Regions from separate parts of the Sus scrofa genome. Here regions 1 and 3 are each linked to region 2. The links are chromatin contacts, called in public promoter capture Hi-C maps. All regions are on one chromosome and are shown on one strand. Each heading gives the region's core, a stretch centred on a gene start, on an enhancer-like site or on the middle of the called end of the contact. The rest is flanking DNA. Distances are from core to core; before and after follow the strand shown. Region 1 holds the start of CCNB1IP1 (a long non-coding RNA gene). Region 2 holds the start of CHD8 (chromodomain-helicase-DNA-binding protein 8). Region 3 holds the start of APEX1 (apurinic/apyrimidinic endodeoxyribonuclease 1).

Evidence for each region. Promoter capture Hi-C pulls out the DNA fragments that hold promoters and counts their contacts.
Region 1: a promoter capture Hi-C map of liver shows a contact between it and region 2, with 7 times the contacts expected there. The contact joins the promoter of CCNB1IP1 here to the promoter of CHD8 in region 2. A contact is called at or near these places in 1 of 5 promoter capture datasets (liver) and 1 of 2 datasets of contacts at active chromatin or transcription factors (skeletal muscle).
Region 3: a promoter capture Hi-C map of liver shows a contact between it and region 2, with 7 times the contacts expected there. The contact joins the promoter of APEX1 here to the promoter of CHD8 in region 2. A contact is called at or near these places in 1 of 5 promoter capture datasets (liver) and 1 of 2 datasets of contacts at active chromatin or transcription factors (skeletal muscle).

The regions. Positions count from the first base shown.
Region 1 is chr7:78,550,194-78,554,980 of Sscrofa11.1, forward strand. CCNB1IP1 (a long non-coding RNA gene) reads left to right here and starts at 3,487. Exons shown (of 7, transcript XR_002345959.1): 1 at 3,487-3,606. PARP2 (poly [ADP-ribose] polymerase 2) reads right to left here and starts at 1,200. Exons shown (of 16, transcript XM_005656314.3): 1 at 1,056-1,200; 2 at 11-160. The coding sequence starts at 1,098.
Region 2 is chr7:77,717,674-77,722,368 of Sscrofa11.1, forward strand. It overlaps CHD8 (chromodomain-helicase-DNA-binding protein 8), which reads left to right and starts at 1,803. Exons shown (of 37, transcript XM_021099301.1): 1 at 1,803-1,915.
Region 3 is chr7:78,452,343-78,456,819 of Sscrofa11.1, forward strand. It overlaps APEX1 (apurinic/apyrimidinic endodeoxyribonuclease 1), which reads right to left and starts at 1,659. Exons shown (of 4, transcript NM_001139471.1): 1 at 1,470-1,659; 2 at 1,082-1,269; 3 at 445-637; 4 at 1-300. The coding sequence starts at 1,527. It overlaps OSGEP (probable tRNA N6-adenosine threonylcarbamoyltransferase), which reads left to right and starts at 2,325. Exons shown (of 10, transcript XM_013989066.2): 1 at 2,325-2,623. The coding sequence starts at 2,509.

The DNA.
Region 1 (4,787 bases), core at 2,237-4,736, 830 kb after region 2:
TCTCTCTGACCTTGCTTGTCTTCTGTCCTGTCATTGTCAGCCTTTCCTCCAGCCACAGGCTCCCTTTTCACCTGCTGCCTCTGACATCTTCGAATTTTCTTTGCAGGAGGAGTGTCTTCTGTAGCTGTTTTGCCATTAATTTTTGCAGCTTCATTTAATGCTATGGGCAAGACAAATGGACAAAGCAGCAAAAGAAAGAATGAGTACACAATGAAAAAAACACCTTTTGAAAGAAATGGATTGCGATGGTTTTGTAAATTTACAAAAAGAGTAATAACTGCCGCATCACCGTTCTTGAAAACAGTCTGAGTTCCTGAATTGCTGTTCTAGCCAAATAAAACAAAATAAAATAAAATGAAGCCTTGAGGCTCTTGTAAGACCATGCCTGAGGCATGATTCTCTTCTGCCTGTTTATCTCTTCTGTTTACTGGTGTCCCATCCCCCAAACTCCCTAAGGTGGTAGCAGAGTGCTCCGAAGTCTGTGCCTAACTAGGAGCCCAGCCCTGTCTTTTTCTAGTTGTGGAATCTTAAGTTGTTTCATCTCTTTGTACTTCAGTTGCCCCAACTGAAAAATCCAGAGGATGACAACAACAATATGGAATTTGTAGGGTGGAGCAATACATTAAGAACACAATATACAGAGAGATAGAGTATCTCATCATAAATCAATTGTATGAGCTGCATTTTATCATCTCTGAAACTGGATGCATTTTACAAGTGATAATTTACAAGCAGTGAATCATGTTTTAACTGGAAGCGTTTTTCTTTGCTTGGTGCTACATAAAATAATTAGACACCTTATAATTAATTTTTTAGATTGTATGACATTAGATATTTAAAATAGTGTTGGCACCAGGCTAGTTGTTATAGATCAACAACCTGTTATACACAATTCTGCAATCCAAAAAGCTCTTAAAACTGATTGTCAAAGTACAGCACCAAAACAAGTGCTGATTCAGAGGGCGATGGAAACGGGAAGGGCTACAGTTGACAGCACCGTTCATTTTCCGACTTCCCGCCTCCCGGCATTCCGCCCCCAGCAAAGTGCTCCGAACCTCGCGTCCGGCGGCTGCAGGTCCCTCTCCCGCGCGCAGCCATGGATCCCTAACATCGACGTCATCAACCACTTCCTAGGAATCTGCCGGCGCAGTCTCAAGGCGGGAACATGTATTGCGCGTGCGTCCTGGAGCGAAGCTGCCTGCACCGGACGGGGACGAACGCGCCACAATATTTGCATGTCGCAATGTCTTATGGGAAATCACCATAACTATGAAATCTCTCTACTTATGGGAGTTTTATAAGTGCTCACAGAAGCAGTTTTCCTACGTAGGGCGGAGAGAAGCTCATCGGTGGGGCTACGCGCTGAGTGCATTCAGTCACTCTACCCCATGTCCCTTGGGAAGGTCTGAGACTAGGGCCAAGAGCGGCCCTAACAGGGCCCTCCCTGAATCTCAGGGAGGTGAGTTCCCAGAGAACGGGTCTCCGCGCGAGGGCAGACTGGGCAGGAGATGCCATGAGACCCCGCCTTGAGGAGGGGCCTGGCGGATGCCTCCTGAGCCGGAGCTTGGAACAGACTCACGGCCAGCGAAGTGAGTTCAATGGCTGAGGTGAGGTACCCCGTCAGGGGGCCTCATAACCCAATTCAGACTACTCTCCCTCCGACCTTCTTTTAAAGAAATGCATGATTTAAGCGCATCCTGTGTGTGAGCACTGATCTTCAATAAACGAACTTGAAATACACAGAAATATCTTTTGAGGCAAGGAATATCTTGAGGTAAGGAATGGGGGGGGTTCTCAAAGATATATAGTATAAGGGAAATATTGATAAATTTGATTATATTAAAATAGAGAAATTTTGGGAATTCCCATTGTGGCCCAGCAGTAACGAACCGGACTAGGATCCATGACGACATAGGTTCAATCCCTGGCCTTGTTCAGTGGGTCAGGGATCCGATATTACCCTGAGCTGTGGTATAGGTGACAGACGTGGCTTGGATCCTGTGTTGCTGTGGCCTGATTTGGCCTGGGAACTTTCATATGCCACGAGTGTGTCCCTAAAAAGCCAAAAAAAATTAAATTAAGAAATTTTGTTCATCAACATAAATGAAGAAATTTTTTCACTACTTGCATGCTGTTTGATTACAAATATTAAAAAAAATCGGAAGATACTGGGAGATAATTTTTTTAACTCAAAAAGGAAGCTTAGCAAGGCTAATAGAAAAATAACACGTAAGAATAAATTTTATCTTTTAAAAAGAGCTTCAAAGAAATAGAAAAAGATTTTTTAGAAAAGATACAATTTAAAATAACATAAAAGCATATCAAGTACTTGGGAATAAATCTGACAAAATGTAAGTACTTGCTCAACAAAATGTTTGCTGTATTGGATTGGTTGATCTGTTTCTGAAGATAAATCAAAGCTTGTTGCATCTGACTTAATTATGGCACAAATAAGCTAGACGGGCCTAAAAGGCATTACTTTGGAAATAGGAAGATGTATAAAAATGGAAATTTATTAAAAATATCTAATATTTACTAGAGCTTTCTTTGTGTACTAGACACTGAACTAAGTGCTGTACATGCACAACCTCATTTAATCTTTATATTGATAATAACTAGAAATTATTTAGTGTTTACTATGCAGTAAGCTTTACATTTATTATTTAATTCTCACAGCAACCCTACAGGGTACGTATTATCCTTATCTCCATTTTGTAGTTCAGGAAATTGAACTTTAGAAAATTTCAATAATTTATTCTAGATCGCACAGTGTATTAGTTTGCTAAGGCTGCCATAACTAAGAACTACAGACTAGGTTACTCAAACAATAGAAGTTTGTTTTCTCAAAATTCCGGGGGTTGGAAGTCCAAGATTAAGGTGTTGGCAGTACTGGTTTCTCCTAAGGCCTCTCTCTTTAGATTGCAGATGACATACTAGGGGTCTAATTGGAGCTGTAGCCGCCGGCCTACGCCAGAGCCACAGCAACGCAGGATCCGAGCCATGTCTGCGACCTACACCACAGCTCAGGGCAACTCCGGATCGTTAACCCACTGAGCAAGGGTAGGGATCAAAACCGCCACCTCATGGCTCCTAGTTGGATTCGTTAACCACTGCGCCACGACGGGAACATTTTTTTTTTCTTGCAGTATCTTTCTTACTAAGCCTGTTAACTTGACTATTACCCTGATGATAAATTCTAACTTGAGTAGATCTAGACTGTTTATGATGATACCTCACATAAATGAACCTTACATAAATGAACCATGTCGAGGTCATAAAGGATAGGTAATTATCCTAAAGGAATGAAAATTGTTTGCAGTAAGTCCATCTAAACAAGAATATATGTAAATAGCTTGGATTAGCCTGTCTTTGCTTGTGCTAAGTGTATTAACTCAAAAGGAAACTCGGTTTAAAAAGTTCAACCTAAAAACAGTGCAAGTGGCATCACCCGTCCTTAAAGAGACCTGGAGAAGGAGGGGATTACATCATTTCAGCACCATTTAAGGTAAATGAGGAGGGAATCATCATCAGCCAATCGGGCTCAAAGGCCATTTCCCAATGTCACTTCCTGTCTCTCTACTTTCTCTCCATTTTGGTGGTGGGCTGGTGAGTGTGCACGTAATTTTGCTCCCTAATTGTTTGAATTTTTCTTTGACTTGAGCTGTTGTATCCTGTCGGCGGGCCTTTAAGTCTGCATCAGAGTGTAAGTTACAGGGTGATTAATTTTGGCCGTGTGGAGATTGGGGGAAAGCAATAAAATGATCTTCCTGGTTGTTTCCACGTGGGTCTCTGCAGTTCTGGGTCTGCCTGCCTTCTCCGAGACAGAGTGACCTAAAAACTGTAGACTCTGCTTCATTTACAGAGTGCTCCTGGAAAACACCTGGATTCATTTTGCTTGGGAGAAAAGACACTTATTATCTCTATGCCAGTGGATTCTTGGTTTTTTGTTTTTGTTTTTTTTTTGGAAAAGGACAGATTTATTACTTGTAGCAAGTAAGGAGAATGCCACAGATATTTCTCAAAGCAATGTCTCAATGCTGTTTTGACTTCTGTCTCCCTGAGTGAGTGCGTATCTCTTGGGAGGAGGAGTTTTAATTCTGCATCTGCAGGGCCCAGGTACTTACTGGGTTTGTGGGGGCTGCAATGGTTGTCTTTGTCGTGATCTTTGCTCAGAGTAGTTTGACTTTCTTAGTGGGACTAGGTTGCAGACTCGCAAGTGAGATGATTTTAATGAGCTCTAAGAGGAGATCCCAGTTTTAAAGTTAGCATTGTGGTGATGGTGCCTTAAAAAGCTTAAGATATATTTAGAAAGAGGAGGGGCCTTAGCTTAGTTCAGGCCTAAATCAAATTACAACGCCACTGGTTTCTCCTCCAGTGACCTTGGGTGAGTCAGTGAACCATTCTGAGGCTCAGCTTTTGAAGATTAAAGTATGAAGTCCAGGCACTAGTCGATATATAATAAATGTTAAATACTTTCTAGAAGTAAGCAATGATTTTATTCTGGATATTATTTTCCTCGTAAAAAGTTTTAGTGACATTGAGTGATGATATACACTAGTTTGAATATAATATATTGTGGTCCTTATAGGTAAAAGTGTGAGAAAGACAAAATAATGCATGGAAAATGGGAATAGCCAGTAGTAGACCCTTCATAATCCTTACAATAATTATCAAGTTTTACTGTTAAAATTAATGTTATTGAATAGTAATATATTAACATTATTCAAAGTTCAAAAGGGGTTATAGACTTTGTATAATGAAGTTTCTTAAGCCTGATTCCTCTCTCC
Region 2 (4,695 bases), core at 553-3,052:
TAGTTATACGGTAATATGGGTGTTTGGTTTTTGAAGACCAGAGCCATTGGAAATCATACCATATATAGCAGTCTAAAGCATTACTATTTATAGATCATTGCAGAGAGCAGTCATCCCCTTCCCTCTTTCTATAATGCCTATTAATTGGTTCCTTTGCTAGTTTTATTTTGTACCCTTTGTAAGCAGAAGGGTAAGTTCTCACTCCAGAAACTTAGTAATTAAGGTCACATCTGTATATGCATTTACAGACAAACACATTGTTCTGGTAAGTTCTAATACTGACATCAAATTTGATAAAAGAATAGCAGCAGCCGAGGAACAATTTGGCCAACAGATTTTGCTGTTACACAGAGAAATGTATTTGGCCAAATGTCAATCACCTTGGTGATAAAATACTGACACAGATGTCTCCTAAGGTGTCTGAGCTTCTGCCACGTGTGACCATGCAAATGTTACTCCTTGAGAAATTCCTTTAGTAATTTGGAAAGACTCCCTTCGAGAATTCAAAAAAGAAAAGCTGGAATTCCTGTCTGGTTAGGGGTAACGAGTCTGACTAGCATCCATGAGAATGCAGGTAAAATCCCCAGCCCCCCAGGGTGGGTTAGGATCCCACCTTGCTATGAACTGTGGTGTATGTCACAGAGGCTGCTTAAATCCCACATTGCTGTGGCTGTGGAGTAGGACAGTGGCAACAGCTCCAATTCCACCCCTAGCCTGGGGAGCCTCCATATGCTGCGGATGTGGCCCTAAAAAAAGAAAGGACAAAAACAAAACAAAACAAAAAGTTCTTGTAGCTAGTTGCAATACCAGTAGAGATTTAGACTAGAAAACACAGGAGAATCTTATTGAAGGCAAGAGAATTTCACCTACAATAAAATTATTTCCTTTTCAATTTAAACGCAGTTTTTAGGAAATTACTTTCTGAAGCCAATGTTTCTAAGGCTAACTCCTAACACGCCTCCTCTTGCATATAATTTCACCTCTAAGACTTCTATCATTTGCTCTGTCTATATTCATGGGTAGTTTGTGTGTATTGATGAACTGAGTTTTTTTTTAAAAAGTTAAAATTCTTCCCTAAATTCTGTACATCTTCCATGGACTAGCGGTACTCTGTACTGACAAAGTCAGAGCACTGGACAACTTGCAAGAGAAACATAAGGATTAGAAGCATCTAGAATAGATGCATCACCTATGTTGGTCTTAAGTGGATATACTGAGGAGTAAGGTGTCTCTAAAGGATTATCCCAGGAACTCGGAAAATCCACTCATTCCAAGAATTCATTTTTGCTTCTTTGATTTGGTTAAGGTGGCTAGATTTGGTTAGGATCTTTCACTTGTATGACGGGGGTGGGGGGGTGGGGGTTGCTTCCGGGCACATTCAGCATTATTCCAGGCTTTCTCCCCATCGTGACTAAGGGGTACTCCGATTATACAAAGGAGTGTACATTGGGGTTGTATCTAAATAGTCCGATAGAACTATTAGAACAGAGACTTCAAATTCCTTAAGCACGCCTTCTTCCTCCCGGCCCCAAAGCACCAGCCGGATCCAAGATGGCTTCCTAGAGCCAGGTAACTAAATGTTATTTTAGTTTAGAGCGCCCCCAACGCCGGGGGTCAAGAAAAGAAGCCGAGAGATCTCAACGCCACAGAACTGACCCGTCAGAAGCAAGCTACCGCCAGATTTTATTTTCAATCAGGCATATCTGCGGTTGCCTCAGCCTTTTAGGACCTCCCACCCCAAGAGACTTCCTGGATGGCACTCACTCTACCCTGCTGGAGGAGGCCGGCCGTCGGCCCTGCCATTGGTGGATGGGAGCGTAGGTGGGCGGGCCCAAGGGAGAATGGACTACTAGCAAGCTAGATTGAAGCGAGGGCTGACCATGCTCCGCCGGAAGGCGCCTTGTTCTCAGAAAGGGTGAGTTGAAACGCTGGCTGGAAAGGAGGTACCAGGACTTGTTCAGGTAGGCTTTCCGCTCACGCCCGCCGCTTAGTGCTGGTCCAAGAGTCTTTGCAAACGCTGAGGCTCTTAGAATTGGTTTCCATAACTCATCCTCCTCCTCGCTCCCCCCGCCCCCTGCCCGTCCCCCAGTTGTGAGGAATCAGGTGCTGGGTGATGCTCTGGACTGAACCATTCTCCTTTGTGAGAGGCTGGGGGAGAGGGCGGCTGCCAGGCCCGGGGCCCGAGCCGGGCCGAGCCGCGAACCCGGCTGCTCTGAGCCCTGTGGAGTTTTCAAGGCTTGTCATTGCATTATTGAGCTTCGTGTAGATTTGAGACAGCTCCTTGTTCTCCTTGCTCCTTCCGTGGAGGGAAAACTCCCCGGCTCCTTTTGGTTACTCCATACTTTGGGCTCAGAAGTGGGAGGTTAGGGTTTTTTCCTTTTTTTTTTTTTTTCTGCTTGTTTTTTGCCTTTTAGTAATAAAGGTGGATAGGAAAGCATGGGGTGAACGTGGGCAGATTGGTTTACGTTATTAGATGTAATTTCTGTGGATCTTTGGGAGATCAGAGCAGGCTCTTGGACAGTGTTTAGAGATGGGGAAGAGAGAGGAACTCAAGCCTTGCATCTCCATTGACAGGTCTGCAGAGCTCAGTGGTTTTTCTGTTGCATTATGTAAACTCTTCACTAGCAGGAGATACCTCCCCCTGCCTCGGAGTGAATGCAATTTTTTATTTTCCGTCTCCTCTGTCGCAGGAAATTTCCCTGCCATTGCAGCAGCTGTGCACATGTAGCAGTTCCTACCTTTTAAGGAGCAGTCCCGAAATGATTAAGGCCTTTAAGGACGAGGTGAATAGTGGTGTGTTGATATTTAGTGGACCAATCTCTTTTGACTCTTTACGCTCAGTGACTGAGCATAGTGAGCCAGAAGTCGAAGACATGGCACTCCGTGTCTTTTTCTCTTAAAGAATAGACATGGTGGAACGCCCCAAACACCAAAGGTCCTGCATTTTCTGCATTGTCTGTGTCTGCTGCATCCTACCATCACACTAGCATCCACAGACTGTTTACTCTTCATCTTGTTCTAAACCTCTTCATCTTGTTCAATTGGGGATTCTCTGACAAGGGTATCTGTAACATCTGATGAGGTCCTATCTGGTGTGGGGTACTAGAAGGTGAGTTTGTGATTTGAATAATGTTAGTTAATTAGGTAATGTCTTCTGCTTAGGAATTTCTTTTGTATTAGTCACCAAATAAATTTCAGAACAAACTGTGGTCAACCTCTTAGGGCCAAAATGTGGGAAGCTTCTCATTCCAAGTATTTTGGATTATCCCACCCCTTAAAAGAAAAGAAGAGCTATAGAAAGGAAAAACAACATTTTCCATTTAGGAAGACCAGTCACAAGAATGGTATGCTGGTGGGTCTTCAAGGCAAGATGAAGGACATTGGCCAAAGAGAGGGTAACTGTGTATGGGAGAGGTAGGCATGGGGGGAGGTTTAAAACTGAAGTAGCAAAGGAGTAATGGATTGGGATAAGAGATGATGGAGCAATGCTTGGGGACTCGCAGCGTTCTTGCCTTTCCCATATTTGATCTGTCCTGTGCATTTGGCCTTTTGAGTGTGTCGTTTCCCAAATTGACAAAATTGATTTAGACACGGATAGAAAATGATAGAAATAGAAATCTGCTGAGCTGATCTGATCTGGTTGTGAACCACCATAAAACACAAATTTCCCAGGACAGCCTTCTCTGCCGCACCCATTGGGTCATGGGTAGCAGAATCTTGGCATTGTGGTAACCACCACTGTAGTTTGGTTTGTAACAGGAAAATTTGCCGTTTCATGTGTAGGGTCAAGTTTCTGATAGGTAAGGTAGGGTGGTGAAGGGGTTCAATCTTTAAAAGAAACCATTGCACACGTGTCCTTAGAAAAGGATGCCATTCGAGGGGGGCAAAGCTACCACTTAAGATTAATTTGTGAGTGCCAGGTACTGTGCTTGCTTACTGAAAGAATGGAATTTGATATTCTCATCTGTGGAAGGACTGTAACATTTTCATAGCAGCCAGCTGAATGCTAAACGCTTTGAAGATATTTGTCCACAGTCCTGAAAGGCTTAAGCTATGCTCTGAGCTTACGCTGAGCCTAATACCCAAAGGATGACACATATTTTTCTGAACCCTCTACTCTCAACCCCTAAAAGTCACTCCACTTCTGGAGTTGCATCTGAGCAAGTCCCTGATGTGCAGGTCTTTGCTGGACCTATCCTTGCACTACTGTGACCAACTTAGTATTTACTGTTTTACTTTTAGCATTTGATCCATTGGTATACTATCATGTTATATGTTCCTTTAGTTAGTTAGTTATTCTTTTTCTCACAGTCAGTGGTCTTCCCTTTATCTTCCTGTTATGATTTTGTTCATGTTGCCTTTAGTTTTAACTTACATTGTGCTTTTTTGCATCTGTCTTGTTGAAGCCACTTAAGAATGCAGAAAGACCTAATTTTCAAGCTGTGGTTTCTTGGGTACCTAGTACCCAGGTAACAGTTGTTTATCTGTATAAGAAAGCTGCAGTATGAACCACTTATTATTGCCTAAAGGTTAATTTAACCATTTATTACGTTCTAAATTTTATCCTGAATAACCTCCCCCTGACCCATTTTATTTTGTGTGTATACCTGTGTAAAGTTGTAATTCAACTTTTTTTTTTTTTGCATTTGTTAACTCTATTCATATTGCCTTTAAGATTTTCATTGTATCTATATT
Region 3 (4,477 bases), core at 409-2,908, 730 kb after region 2:
CAGCCTGCAGCAATTCCCCAAAGCCTTGACGTTCCTGTGGAGTGAAGCCAGCATTCTTTTTGTTTCCCTTTGGGTTGCGAAGGTCAATTTCTTCATGAGCCACATTAAGGTCCCCACAGAGCACAAGGGGCTTGTGGGAGGCCAGACCCTTCAGGAATTTGCGAAAGGCTTCATCCCAGCGCTGGCGGTACTCCAGGCGTACCAGACCTCGGCCTGCATTGGGTACATAGGCTGTCACCAGCACAAATGCATCAAATTCAGCCACAATCACTCGGCCTTCCTGATCATGTTCCTCCTCACCTACAGAGATGATAAAACAATTAGCAAAAAAGGAGCTTAAGAAAAGGCACAGCAGAGAACAAAGGAATGAAGAACTGGGGCTGGAACAGGATACAAGCAATTGGTTTAGAAGAGCTTGGGGTTTAGAAATCAACAAGGTCTCACCAATGCCATAGGAGACTTTGAGTGGGCACTGGCGGGAGAGCAGGCCCACACCACTGTACCCTTCCTTGTCAGAAGGAGCTGACCAGTACTGATGGGGTAGTCCAGACAGCTCTTGAAGTTCAGCTGGCAGTTTGTTCTCTGAACATTTGGTCTCTTGGAGGCACAGGATATCTGGGGCTTCTTCCTTTACCCACTGTGAGCAAAATGAAAGGTATTATCAATTCAGAAGATTTACTAAAGAATCTATGCTAAGTACTAGAGGTACACAGGTAAGACACAGTCTCTGCATAAGGAATTTAAGTCACAATATTTAAACAGTTATTAACTGCATAAGTGGCAGGGAGGCAAGAAAGTGTTACATACAACACTGAAAAGTTTGTTTTCCCTTATAGGCACTGGAGAGCTAGCTGAGGTTTTCTAAGCCTTAGTTATGGAAGAGATGACATTAAACAAGACAATGACAGTAGAACTGTCCTAATGACATTTAAGAAATACAAGTGGTATGACTTGGTGAAAACCTTGTACCTCTCCCATAAGAAAACTACCGACAGAATTAAACCTAAGTGCTGGGGACAGAAATAGGAGAAGGTAATTAAACCCCAAGATCGGTTTCTACCCTTCCCTTCATTCCACTTACATCTAAACCTTTTTTCTTAATCCAAGCTCGAAGCCCATCCACATTCCAGGAGCAGATTTTGAGTGTGGCTGATTTGCCACTGGGTGAGGTTTTCTGATCTGGGGGGTCCTCATACAGGACTGCCCCATCACCTGCTGCCTCTTTTTCGGTTTTCTTTGCTCCCGCCTTACTCTTCTTGGCTTCTGGCTCTATAAAATAAGATAAACGTTGGCGGTATTTTAACTTTGATCCGGAGCTAAATATACAGTTACTGAGAACCTGCAGTTGCCGCGACTTCTTCACAAACTGCAAAAATGAATCAAATGGTCTGTACTTCCCGCTCATCAAGGGAATTACGGAGATCTCCACCGCCGCTTAAACGGAGAGGGGGCCCATTTCACTCTCTTACCAGACTTGGGCTCATCCCCATCTTCTGCCACCGCGGCTTTTTTCCCACGTTTCGGCATCACTGTAATAAACGCCCTTCTGTAGCAGTTCCACGTCGCCCACCGAAGCAGTGTTTCTACCGCGTTGCCTACAGACGCAAAAAAGTCGTGAAACCTGCTAGGGCTGGGGAAAGACTCCTCTCTAGAGCGCCCCCGCACCAGGTCCCGCCCTTCAAACCACGTTATCTCCGAATTCTTTCCCCGCCTCCATGCACTGTCCGCCTTTCGGACCCTCACCCTCAAGACTAGATCATTTCATACTGCCTTGTACCCTCCTCACGATATTGGGCCTCAGGACAATCCAGGGACTTAATTAAAAATCCTGACTCAGGCTTGCCGATCAGACGTCCAGAGAAGCCCCTATGATGGGTAAAAGAAGAGCACCTCTGTAACTGACCTGCTTGAGTCTAGTCAAGCTCCTCCTCACCCCAGCACAAAGAATGGAACACGCTGTGTCCCCACGTGGTAACTGGTGTGGTCACGTGATCTGAGATGCGTGTCTGGAGGCGAAGGAAGGCGGATGATTGGTCTGTTAGTGCCACGTGGCCGAAAGCTCAGCCTTGCCTCAGTTCTCTGTGTCTCCAGGGCACTGAGGGCCCCAGCTCTCCGTTCTCGGGCTGTTTATCGATGTGCCAGATTCTTGACTCCTACTGCCGCCCCGACCGGAGATCCCAAAGCTGTGCAGGAGGGAACAAAATCAGTGGAGAAGGCTGGGTTGGACCATGGGAGAGAGGCAGAGAAGCAGAAAGGAATTTAACGAGCAGATGCCGGCTCAAGGTCCCTGGCAATTAAGAGAACAGGCCCTCGAGGGGACCTTGATGCGAGGGGAGGGCCCGCGCGCTAAACGCGGGACTTGTTTGGTGTCCTGGTGCGCGGTTGGTAGCCGCGAACTCGTTTTCTTCCTTTGAGACCTGGCTTCTGCATTCCAGCGCGGATTGGTGAAGGCTCTACGGCTCCAGTAGTAGCTAGGGGCCCTGCCGGCGTTTCCTCCCAGGCTCGGCCATGCCGGCGGTGTTGGGTTTTGAAGGCAGCGCCAACAAGATTGGCGTGGGAGTGGTGCGGGATGGCACCGTGCTGGCGAACCCTCGGCGCACTTACGTCACGCCTCCGGGTACAGGTACGCTAGTAGGAAACTTGTCATTTGCGGCGAGCTTCTCCGTCACCGTCCATCTTCCTGAACGTTAGTGAAGCAGGGCGTGGAGCGCATTGTCCCCTCAATTTTTGATCCGACTCTGAGATTGTGTGACAGTATTAGCATTACAAGGCTGATGGTTTGAGGAGTCACAGACACTTGGATCTGGATCTTCTGAGTTCGTTCAGCCTTTATTGAGCTCCTTTTATGTGTCAGTTGTAAACTGGCTGCTGAATACAAAAATAGATGTATAATCCTGCTGTGGAGCTGGACATAAAAGCAGAACTTACACTACGGTGTTATAAACAGTATAACGTAGATGCAATCAAAATATTCTAGAATGAGAAATAATGTAAAGATTCCCAGCTTAAGTACCAGAACTGGCTTGCTTTTCAATATTCAGTCTTTGGTTTTGGACTTCTTTTCCTTATTCTTAAAAGGGAATGATAATATGTTTCTTTGTGTACTTGAGAATTAAAACACCAGACACATTACCACTTTTAACTTTTTTTTTTTTTTTTTTTTTTTGGTCTTTTTGCTATTTCTTGGGCCGCTTCCAAGGCATATGGAGGTTCCCAGGCTAGGGGTCGAATCGGAGCTGTAGCCACCGGCCTATGCCAGAGCCACAGCAACGTGGGATCCGAGCCGCGTCTGCAACCTACACCACAGCTCACTGCAACGCCGGATCGTTAACCCACTGAGCAAGGGCAGGGACCAAACCCACAACCTCATGGTTCCTAGTGGGATTCTTAACCACTGAGCCAGGATGGGAACTCCCCATTACCACTTTTAGAAATGTTATTTGTAAGTTATGTTGTGTCTTGCATAACCTCCCCCCAAACACCTGCATACATGGGAGGTTTGCATATACCGGAAAAGTCTCTCTGAAAGTCGGGTGATGTTGTGACAGATTACTCATTTGAAATATATATGTATGTTTTTGTTTGTTTTTTGTTTTTTGGTCTTTTCTAGGGCCGCTTCCTGCAGCATATGGAAGTTCCCAGGCTAGGGGTCCAATTGGAGCTGCATCCACCGGCCTATGCCAGAGCTACAGCAATGCAGGATCCAAGCCACGTCTGCGACCTACACCACAGCTCACAGCAACACCGGATCCTTAACCCACTCAGCAAGGCCAGGGATCAAACCCAAAACCTCATGGTTCCTAGTCAGATTGTTAACCACTGCGCCACGGTGGGAACTCCAAATATATACGTGTGTTTAACACTCACTCTTCTAGACATTTTGGCACCAAGTGTACAAAAATAAAGTAGCTAGTGCTTTGAGATAATTGTGGTTAAACTGGGAAAATTACAAATAATAGTAATGCTGTGATTACTGTGTTACATGTAGTGTGTTAATACAGTGATGTGATCATGCACAGGCTTGTAGGGTCACAAGATCACCAAAACATATGAGGTAGGCATCACTTGAATTGAGTACTAAAGGCTAAGTAGGAGTTGGGTATGAAGGAGGGCATTTCTGAGAGCTGTAAGTCTAGCTGAACAGGCTGGAAAAACTATCTGAAAACATAGAAGACAGGATGCTTGAGGAAAGTGAAAGGGACTCTTCCTACCCTACTAAAATGTCTGTTTTTTTCTTTTTTTTTTTTTTTTTTTTTGCTATTTCTTTGGGGCCGCTCCCACGGCATATGGAGGTTCCCAGGCTAGGGGTCTAATCGGAGCTGTAGCCACTAGCCTACACCAGAGCCACAGCAACACAGGATCCGAGCCACGTCTGCAGTCTACACCACAGCTCACGGCAATGCCGGATCGTTAACACACTGAGCAAGGGCAGGGACCGAACCCGCAACCTCATGGTTCCTAGTCGGATTCGTTAACC